2 separate regions of the Sus scrofa genome follow, and region 1 is linked to region 2. Evidence: chromatin contacts called from public HiChIP or PLAC-seq data. All regions are on one chromosome and are shown on one strand. Each heading gives the region's core, a stretch centred on a gene start, on an enhancer-like site or on the middle of the called end of the contact. The rest is flanking DNA. Distances are from core to core; before and after follow the strand shown. Region 1 holds the start of DHODH (dihydroorotate dehydrogenase (quinone), mitochondrial). Region 2 holds the start of ZNF821 (zinc finger protein 821).

What was found. HiChIP or PLAC-seq counts read pairs in DNA pulled down with a chosen protein or histone mark.
Region 1: a contact with region 2 is called in an H3K27ac HiChIP or PLAC-seq map of alveolar macrophages. The contact joins the promoter of DHODH here to the promoter of ZNF821 in region 2. A contact is called at or near these places in 16 of 47 Hi-C or Micro-C datasets (alveolar macrophages, blood, embryonic fibroblasts and 9 more) and 2 of 2 datasets of contacts at active chromatin or transcription factors (alveolar macrophages and skeletal muscle).

Annotation. Positions count from the first base shown.
Region 1 is chr6:14,941,421-14,945,267 of Sscrofa11.1, reverse strand. DHODH (dihydroorotate dehydrogenase (quinone), mitochondrial) reads right to left here and starts at 2,370. Exons shown (of 9, transcript XM_021093829.1): 1 at 2,283-2,370. The coding sequence starts at 2,303. The region is part of intron 3 of LOC102158108 (a long non-coding RNA gene); the gene reads left to right.
Region 2 is chr6:14,868,837-14,872,851 of Sscrofa11.1, reverse strand. It overlaps ZNF821 (zinc finger protein 821), which reads left to right and starts at 2,533. Exons shown (of 8, transcript XM_021093841.1): 1 at 2,533-2,601; 2 at 3,995-4,015. It overlaps IST1 (IST1 homolog), which reads right to left and starts at 3,993. Exons shown (of 10, transcript XM_021093850.1): 1 at 3,859-3,993.

The sequences.
Region 1 (3,847 bases), core at 1,121-3,620, 73 kb before region 2:
CTGGTCTCCTCCGTTTCTGCCTCACGGTCGGAGGCTGTATCTCCACTTGTGCTGACACACATTCCTCTGGCCGAGGGCCTGCAGGCTAGAGGTTTCAAGAGGGGCAGTACTGCCCTCTAGGGACATGCGGTAGGCATCTGGAGGAGAATGCTAATCCTTTTAGTGAGCAGCAACCAGCAAAGTCAGAATTGTCTCCAACCCGTATGACATTTGAACATCCTACTGACATTCACTAGGTAAAAATAGCTGAGCCTAGAGCCACCAACTCTATTTATTGTATTTATCAACACAATCTCCTGTGTGTGGTTTTGTTGTTTGTTTTGTTGTGCTGTTGTTGAGTTTTAGGGCCACACATATGGCATATGGAAGTTTCCAGGCTAGGGGCTGAATAAGAGCTGCAGCTGCTGGCCTTCACCACAGCCACAGCCATGCAGGATCCAAGCTGTGTCTACAACCTATACCACAGTGCACAGCAACGCCAGATATTTAACCCACTAATGGAGGCCGGGGATCAAACCCGCATTCTCATGGTTACTAGTCAGGTTTGTTACTGCTGAGCCACAATGGGAATGCCTACTCCTGTCTGGTTTTCATCTGCATTGACTTTCTAGGAATGCAGTTACCTTGTAGATTAATGAATGACTGTACTGTTTTGCACAGAATGTTACCAAGAATCACTCACCATTTCAGAAAATCCCATCTAGAATGGTTCAGTGCTTTGCTTGAGTTTGACAATAAAATGTACCTGTCACACTAGAATTTCTAAGTAGAGGTTTAAACACCAGACTCATTACCTAGGTGACTCATGCCCTACCATTTATGGGTCAAAATACATATTTTATTATAAATTCATTTCTGTTTTACATCCAAGTTAGGACATTACATTTCAAGATAACAAAGTTGCAAAAAAAAAAATTTTTAAAGGACTGTCGGGTCTTCTAGGATCAAGCTCAGATGTTGCTCATAATGCTTTTCTCTATCACTGCCAGATGCTGAATTACTAATCCATTAATGCGATCATTCAGTGCATAGTGACTGAACAAAGATGGCCTAAACCTACCAGGCCCTGTCTTTTTTTTTTTTTTTTTTTTTTTTTTTTTTTTTTTTTGTCTTTTTTGCCATTTCTTGGGCCGCTCCCTCGGCATATGGAGTTTCCTAGGCTAGGGGTCGAATCAGAGCTGTAGCTGCCAGCCTACGCCAGAGCCACAGCAATGCTGGATCCGAGCCATGTCTGCAACTTACACAACAGCTCACAGCAACACGGGATCGTTAACCCGCTGAGCAAGGACAGGGATCGAACCCGAAACCTCAGGGTTCCTAGTCGGATTCACTAATCACTGAGCCACGACGGGAACTCCTATCAGTCCCTGTCTTAATGAGAAAGTACAACCTCAGGAGGAGACAAATCGATGATCATGCAGACGTAACTGTGACAGTGCTATGAAAAAGAGCAAAGGGTGATGGCAGAACCTACCCAATCTGAGAGGTAAGAGAAAGGCTTCCTTGAGGAAGTGCCTTAAAGCCGATGTTCATAGGATAAATAGAAGTTACTTTGGGATGGCTGTGTGTACAGGGGATGGGGATGGCTGTGTGTACAGGTTTTCTCTCTGGCTGCACAGGAAAATGAGCTGCATCCAAGTAATGAGGGATGGGGAAAGGTTTATCTGGAACCAAGGAGTGAGGAAAAGTATGGCTTAAAAAGCTGGGGAGACAGGCAGGGATTTTTGGCCAGCATAAAGATGTGTTTTGTTCCCTAAACAAGGGAGTAATAAAGACCTAATCCGATGTGCCTTTAAGGATCATTCCTAGCCATCAACATAGCTGCAGCAGTTACTTTCTTGCTTCTAGACTCCAGATTGTAGGAACGCCCCTCAGGTCGATCAACAAATAGCTGAGCGCCGTTACACAGACCCTGCCCTAAAATTTTATCTAAAGGGGTTGGGGCCGTGTCTTACTAAAGTTAGTTCCAGGTTGGATCCAACACAGGGGGCTAGGCGGTCCTGTATTCACTAGCGTCCCTATGCCAGGCTTAACAAAGGCCCGAGTGCGCTGACACAGATCGGCTTACATTTGCCATTTACACACAGTGACCAAGCACACGTGTAAATGCACACGCACGATCATTTGCAGCTGCCCTCACAGTCAGACAATGTGCCAAAGAGGTCTATGCTCTTGGAGCGCCTCTGGTCCACACCTGGCCCAGGCTAGCCCTCCATCCTCCCCTCGGTCCGCATCCCAGTAGTCCTCCCTCTCAGCTGTACATCAGCACCAGCTGGACTCACTTTGAGCTGTCGCCACGCCATGCTTCTTCCTCCACTGGGCCCGCCTCTGTCTCGTTTCCATTGGAGAGGATGGTGGTGAGTCCTCTAATCCCCGCCCCTTTTCCGACTCACCAATCGCCGGGCAGGAGGGTGGGGCTGGCTTCCTCCGAGGCGGGAAAAGGCCCTGCTCTGCCCTTAGGAGCTGGTTGGACGCTTTGCGCGATGATCACGCCTCTTCCGCCAGCAAATTCGACCTCCCGGCGTCTGGGCGGAGAGTCGCCCAGGGGCAGAGCGCTCAGCTAGGGCGCGTGCGAACTCTTCTGTGGTTTGTAATCTGGACGTTCTGACTGCTTACTGGTTGGTTCTTTGAGTCTGAACAACACTCTAACCAGTTTTTTTTGGATCATTTAAGTTAAACATTTTGGTGGAGTGCTTGTGCTTTAGGTAAAGAATGGATTGAGAGTATATCTGGGAGTTCCCATCATGGCTCAGTGGTTAATGAATCTGACTAGGAACCATGAAGTTGCGGGTTCGATCTCTGGCCTCACTCAGTGGCTTAAGAATCCGGCAACTGAGCTGTGGTGTAGGTCGCAGACACAGCTCGGATCTGGCGTTGTTGTGGCTCTGGGCTAGGCCAGTGGCTACAGCTCCGATTAGACCCCTAGCCTCCCTAAAAAGAACGAAAGACACCCCCCCCAAAAAAAAGCCTAAAACGTATGTATGTTTATAAGGGTGTCAGGAAATGAAGACTTACTGAACTTTGAAAACTGAAAATGTCCTGGCACCAATCTCATTGTAGCCCCGACTGAGTCCTCTGCTCAGAAAGCTTGTACCTAAATAGCAAACTCTTATTTTCTTGGTATTTGAAACGTTTTAGTTCCCACTACTGACCCTCCCCATCCCCCCCCCCCACAGAGAGCATTATTTCTTTATAAAGCTGCTGTCTCACTTCTATGTGTTTATTCTGATGGATTCATCTGCCAAGGTGCCTATTTTCATCTTTTTTTTTAATATTTGTTTTTTTTTAACTCGGGGAATATTAAATTGAATTGTACAACCATCATCACAACCTAACTTTATGTTTCTGTCCCAAATCCACAGCCCATCTCTCCTGGCCCCAACCTGCCCCTTTTTAAGGTTTTTAAATGTCTGTGAGTCAGTTTGTCTTGGGCAAATAGCATATTGTATCCTTTTTTTAAAATTACTTATTTAATCTTTTTAGGGCTGCATCAGTGGCCTATGGAGGTTCCTATGCTAGGTGTGAAATCTGAGCTGTAGCTGCTGGGTAGTCATCTTGGTTGGAGGTTTTTTCATCACGTTAAGCATATCATGCCACTCCCTTCTGGTCTGCAGAGTTTCTGCTGAAAAATCTGCCATAACCTTATTGGGGTTCCCTTGTATGTTATTTGTTTCTTTTCCCTAGCTGCTTTCAATATTTTCTGTTTGTCTTTAATTTTGGTCAGTTTGATTAATACGTGTCTTGGGGCATTCCTCTTTGAGTTTATTTTATATGGTAACTCGTTGTGCTCCCTAGATTTGAGTGAGTGGTTCCTTTCCCACGTTAGGGAAGTTTTTGGCTATTATCT
Region 2 (4,015 bases), core at 1,284-3,783:
TACCATGGCAAGGGTTTGATCCCTCGCCCAGGAATTTCCACATGCATTCTTAGACCTCAGAGAAATGTAAATCAAAACCACAGTGCAATATCACTTTATACCCACTACAATAACTGTAACAAAAATGATAGACAATAACAAGCCTCGCAGAGGATGTGGAGAAATTGGAACTCTCATGCCTCACCGGTAGGAATACAAAATGATGCAGGCTCTTTGACAATTACTCAAGGTGTAAAACACAGTTACCATATGTACCAGCAATTCCACTCCTAGCTATATTATACTGGAGAGAAGTGAAAACACATATTCACACAAAAATGTACACAAATGTTCACAGCAACATTATTTAAAACAGCCAAAAAGTGGAAACACAAATATCTATCAACTGACTAATCAAAGGACAATGTGGTATTATATCTATACAACGGAATATTATTTGGCCATAAAAATGAACAAAGAACTGACCCACATACTACAACATGCATGAACCTTGAAAACGTCATGCTAAGTTAAAGGAGCCAGACACAGAGGCCCCATATTGTATGATTCCATTTATGTGAAATGCTCAGAATATGCAAATTCATAGAAACACTAAGATTAGTGATTGTCAGGGGCTGGAAGAAAAATGGGAAGTGATTAGTATGGGGTTTCTCTTTATAGTGATGAAAATGTTTTGGAATTAGATACCGGTGATGTTACACAACCTGTGAAGATACTAAAAAAAAAAAAAAATTCATTTTTACACTCTAAAAGGGTGAATTTCATTGTATGCGAATTATATCCTAATAAATTTTTAAATGAAGTTTAAATTGTCCTACCAATACTGTTGTAAAGTCCTAACAAGTTCTTCCTAGGAGCCAATAAACATAAACCAGAAGATATTTCAAGGGAAAGTTTATATACTTAAAGTGTCAGAATAGCATAATTCCATGAGTAGACTGGGAAAGTAGAAATTAAAAATGAAGCTGAAAAAAAATCCATGACTCATGAAAAAGTCTTCTAGATTCAGAACAAGTTTAGGTGAGAACAGAGGAAAAATAAACTAATTCTTTATTCAACAATTTTCCCCTCATTTGACTATAATCCTGAATCACAACACTTCAGAGGTGTTTCTAGAACACATGAACATTTATTACGATTCCTTTTTTTTTTTTTTTTTTCAGCTCAAGGAGATGAAACAAGCAGCCCAGTGTTACACATTATTATTTGAAGAAGCCAAGAAATTTCACTGGAGGCTCTCTCCTAATGCTTTACCTGATAGCTATTTTCATGTTGAAAATATCAACTACATCAAATTTAAAGTGACATAATAAAGCTATATCTGTATTCCTCAGTCTAAACTCATCAGGAATTACTGTTAAGTATAAAAGCCAATATTTATTCCAGCTTGCATTCTTACACTGTCTGAAAACCTTCTGGGGGGATGAGAATAATCCATTTTCTGGCTACCCAGGAATTAAAATTTTCAATGAAATTTACAAGTTTTCTTAACTGAAATTAAGAATAACTCCCAGCTCATCCCAGCCAAAGGAATGAAAGAGTAAATAAGACATTCACTACAGAATTTGAAGGACCAAGATCCTTTCACATTAAACACAGGATGAAGACAATGGTATCATCTCCTTAGAGATTTCTGAAAAAAACATTTTGCAAGAACGCTTTATGCAAATACAAGGACTTGTTGCTTTATAAGCAAGGCTCGGTATCCTCATTAGCTCTGTCTTTGTGGGGCCAGTGACCACAAGGAATATTTGCATAATACTTTCATATATTCATTTTACTTAATTAGCACAACAACTATAAGAGAATAGAGGCCAGGAATTATTACATCGTTATCCATTTTATATTTTACCAAGGAGTTCAGAATAGGGAAGTGGCTTGCCCAAAGTAATCAGGCTGGTCAGTAGCAGAGAGCTGAGACTCAAAGCTGGATATTCTAAAGTCAGACCCAATCTTCTTTCCATTGCATGCCCTCCTTCTCCAAGTGCGCTATATCAAAGGCAGGCTTAGGCACTCTACAGGACGACAGAATGGGAGGAAAGGAAGGAAGGTGGTGAGGAAATAGAAGGGGATGATGAGAGGGGAAGTGTTTTATTAGGAGGTGAGCTTAACCACTCTCAATTATCCCAAAATGCCTCTTTAGTGGCAAAAGAGGCACAAGCTACCCTTCTAAATTAATCCTACGCCCCTAGGTCTACAGCTACTGTTATTTTATTAGTTAAGAATCATGTAGGAGAGACCAGTATCCACGAGGACGCGGGTTCGATCCCTGGTCTGGCTCAGTGGGTTAATAAGGATCCTGCGTTGCCATGAGCTGTGGTGCAGGTCGCAGATGCAGCTCGCATCTGGCGTTGCTGTGGCTGTGGCGTAGGCCAGTAGCTGCAGCTCTGATTCCATCCCTAGCCTGAGAACCTCCATATGCCACAGGTGCGGCCCTAAAAAGAAAAAAAAAAAAAAAATTATGTAGGAGACACAAACGTCAAAAAAATCTAAAGCTTTTTCTCTTAGGTTCTGACAGCTGAACTTAGCCCCTCCCACAAAGGCCCGTGGACCCTAGGTCTCCGTCACATTAAACTCCTTGGGGGCCGAAGAAACCGTGAGGTGAGGGAAATGAAGGGAAGAGGGTTTGGGTTGGGGAAAGGAGTTGGGTACTAAGGTTGAACGAAGGAGAAGGGGTGGCTGCGGTGGAGCTGTGGTTGGGGGATGTGGGTTTTGTGGCTGAACTCGAAGGTGGGGTAAGAAACCAGGTTCAGAGCTGACAGTCCCGGTGGAGGTTTCAGGTTCAGGAGAGGATAGGGGAGCTGAGGGGCCGACAGGGCCATAGCGCGACGTGGGAGTGTACGAGGCTGGGGGGGTCTCTCCGGCGCGAGGATGGAGGCGAGGCCCCTCTCCAATGTCTGTGATTGGATGCTCCCTTAAGGCCCACCTCCCGGGACCCCTTGCCTTTCAAGCCCCGCCCACGCCATCGGGCGCGCGCCTGGGAGCGGGGAGGGGGACCGAACTGGAGTAGGGGGGAGGGGGAGGGAGAGGAGAGGCTCGTGCACGCGCCCCACTCGCTGCGGGTGCGCGAGCTGCGCGCTCCCGCCGCCCGCGTCGCCATCTTTTCCCCCTCCGTCTGTCTGTCTGCCGTGGGCTTTGTCCGTCTGCAGCGCCACCCCTCGGCTCCCCGCCACCGGCTCGGCCCGGAGCTGCCCTCTGCCCGCTGGGGCCCAGTCCCGGAAAGCCCCGGTTCGGCCGGCCTGAGCTGCGGCCCGTGGCCCATTGTCCGGCGGTCCGTCTGTCCGTAGGCGGGGCCCAGGGACCCGGAGAGCCGCGGAGCGCGGAGGCGCCGGGTAAAAAGACCCTCGACTCTTTCCCTCCCAGGCCAGACAGAGGATGCAGGGCTCCTCACCCCCCACCCTCGGTCGCCGGCTGTCGGCCCTTTTGTCTGTCTGTGTCTGGGGAGGGGACCAGGGGCTCGCTCCGGCTTGGGGGGCGGGGGCAGCCCAGGCTCTGACCCTCCCCCTGCCCCGGGCTCCCGCGACGAGGCCTGACCTGGCTGCCTCCCCGCGGCGGCCGTTCCTCTTTCCGTCTCTCCGGCGGTCTCGGGCGAGGGAGGGGCGTCCGCGCCGCCGCCCTCCCCGCGTGGGCCCAGGTCGGGCTCAGTCGGCACCGCCGGGACGGCCCCGGCGTCTGACAGGCTGTTCTGGGGGAGGGGGAGGATGGGCGTGGGAGTGCAGATCGGGGTATCTGTCCCGCGTCTGGGTCTCGCAAACGGGCTTCTAAATTTAGATTTCTGAGTAGCCCGTGTTGTCTGGGGTTTGTCTGAGCCGCATCGGAAGACCTCTGTCTCTTGTATGATAATTCCCGGGAATCTACCTGTGCTCACGCTTGAAGATGCCGGAGGGACCATCTCGGCTGATTATACGCACGCTCCAGACCAAACACAAGTGGGAACAGGGTGAGCAGTGAGGCGGCTACGTGACCGGCTTTCCTGTCCTCTCCTTTTTGGCAGATACAAATCACTGGGATTCAG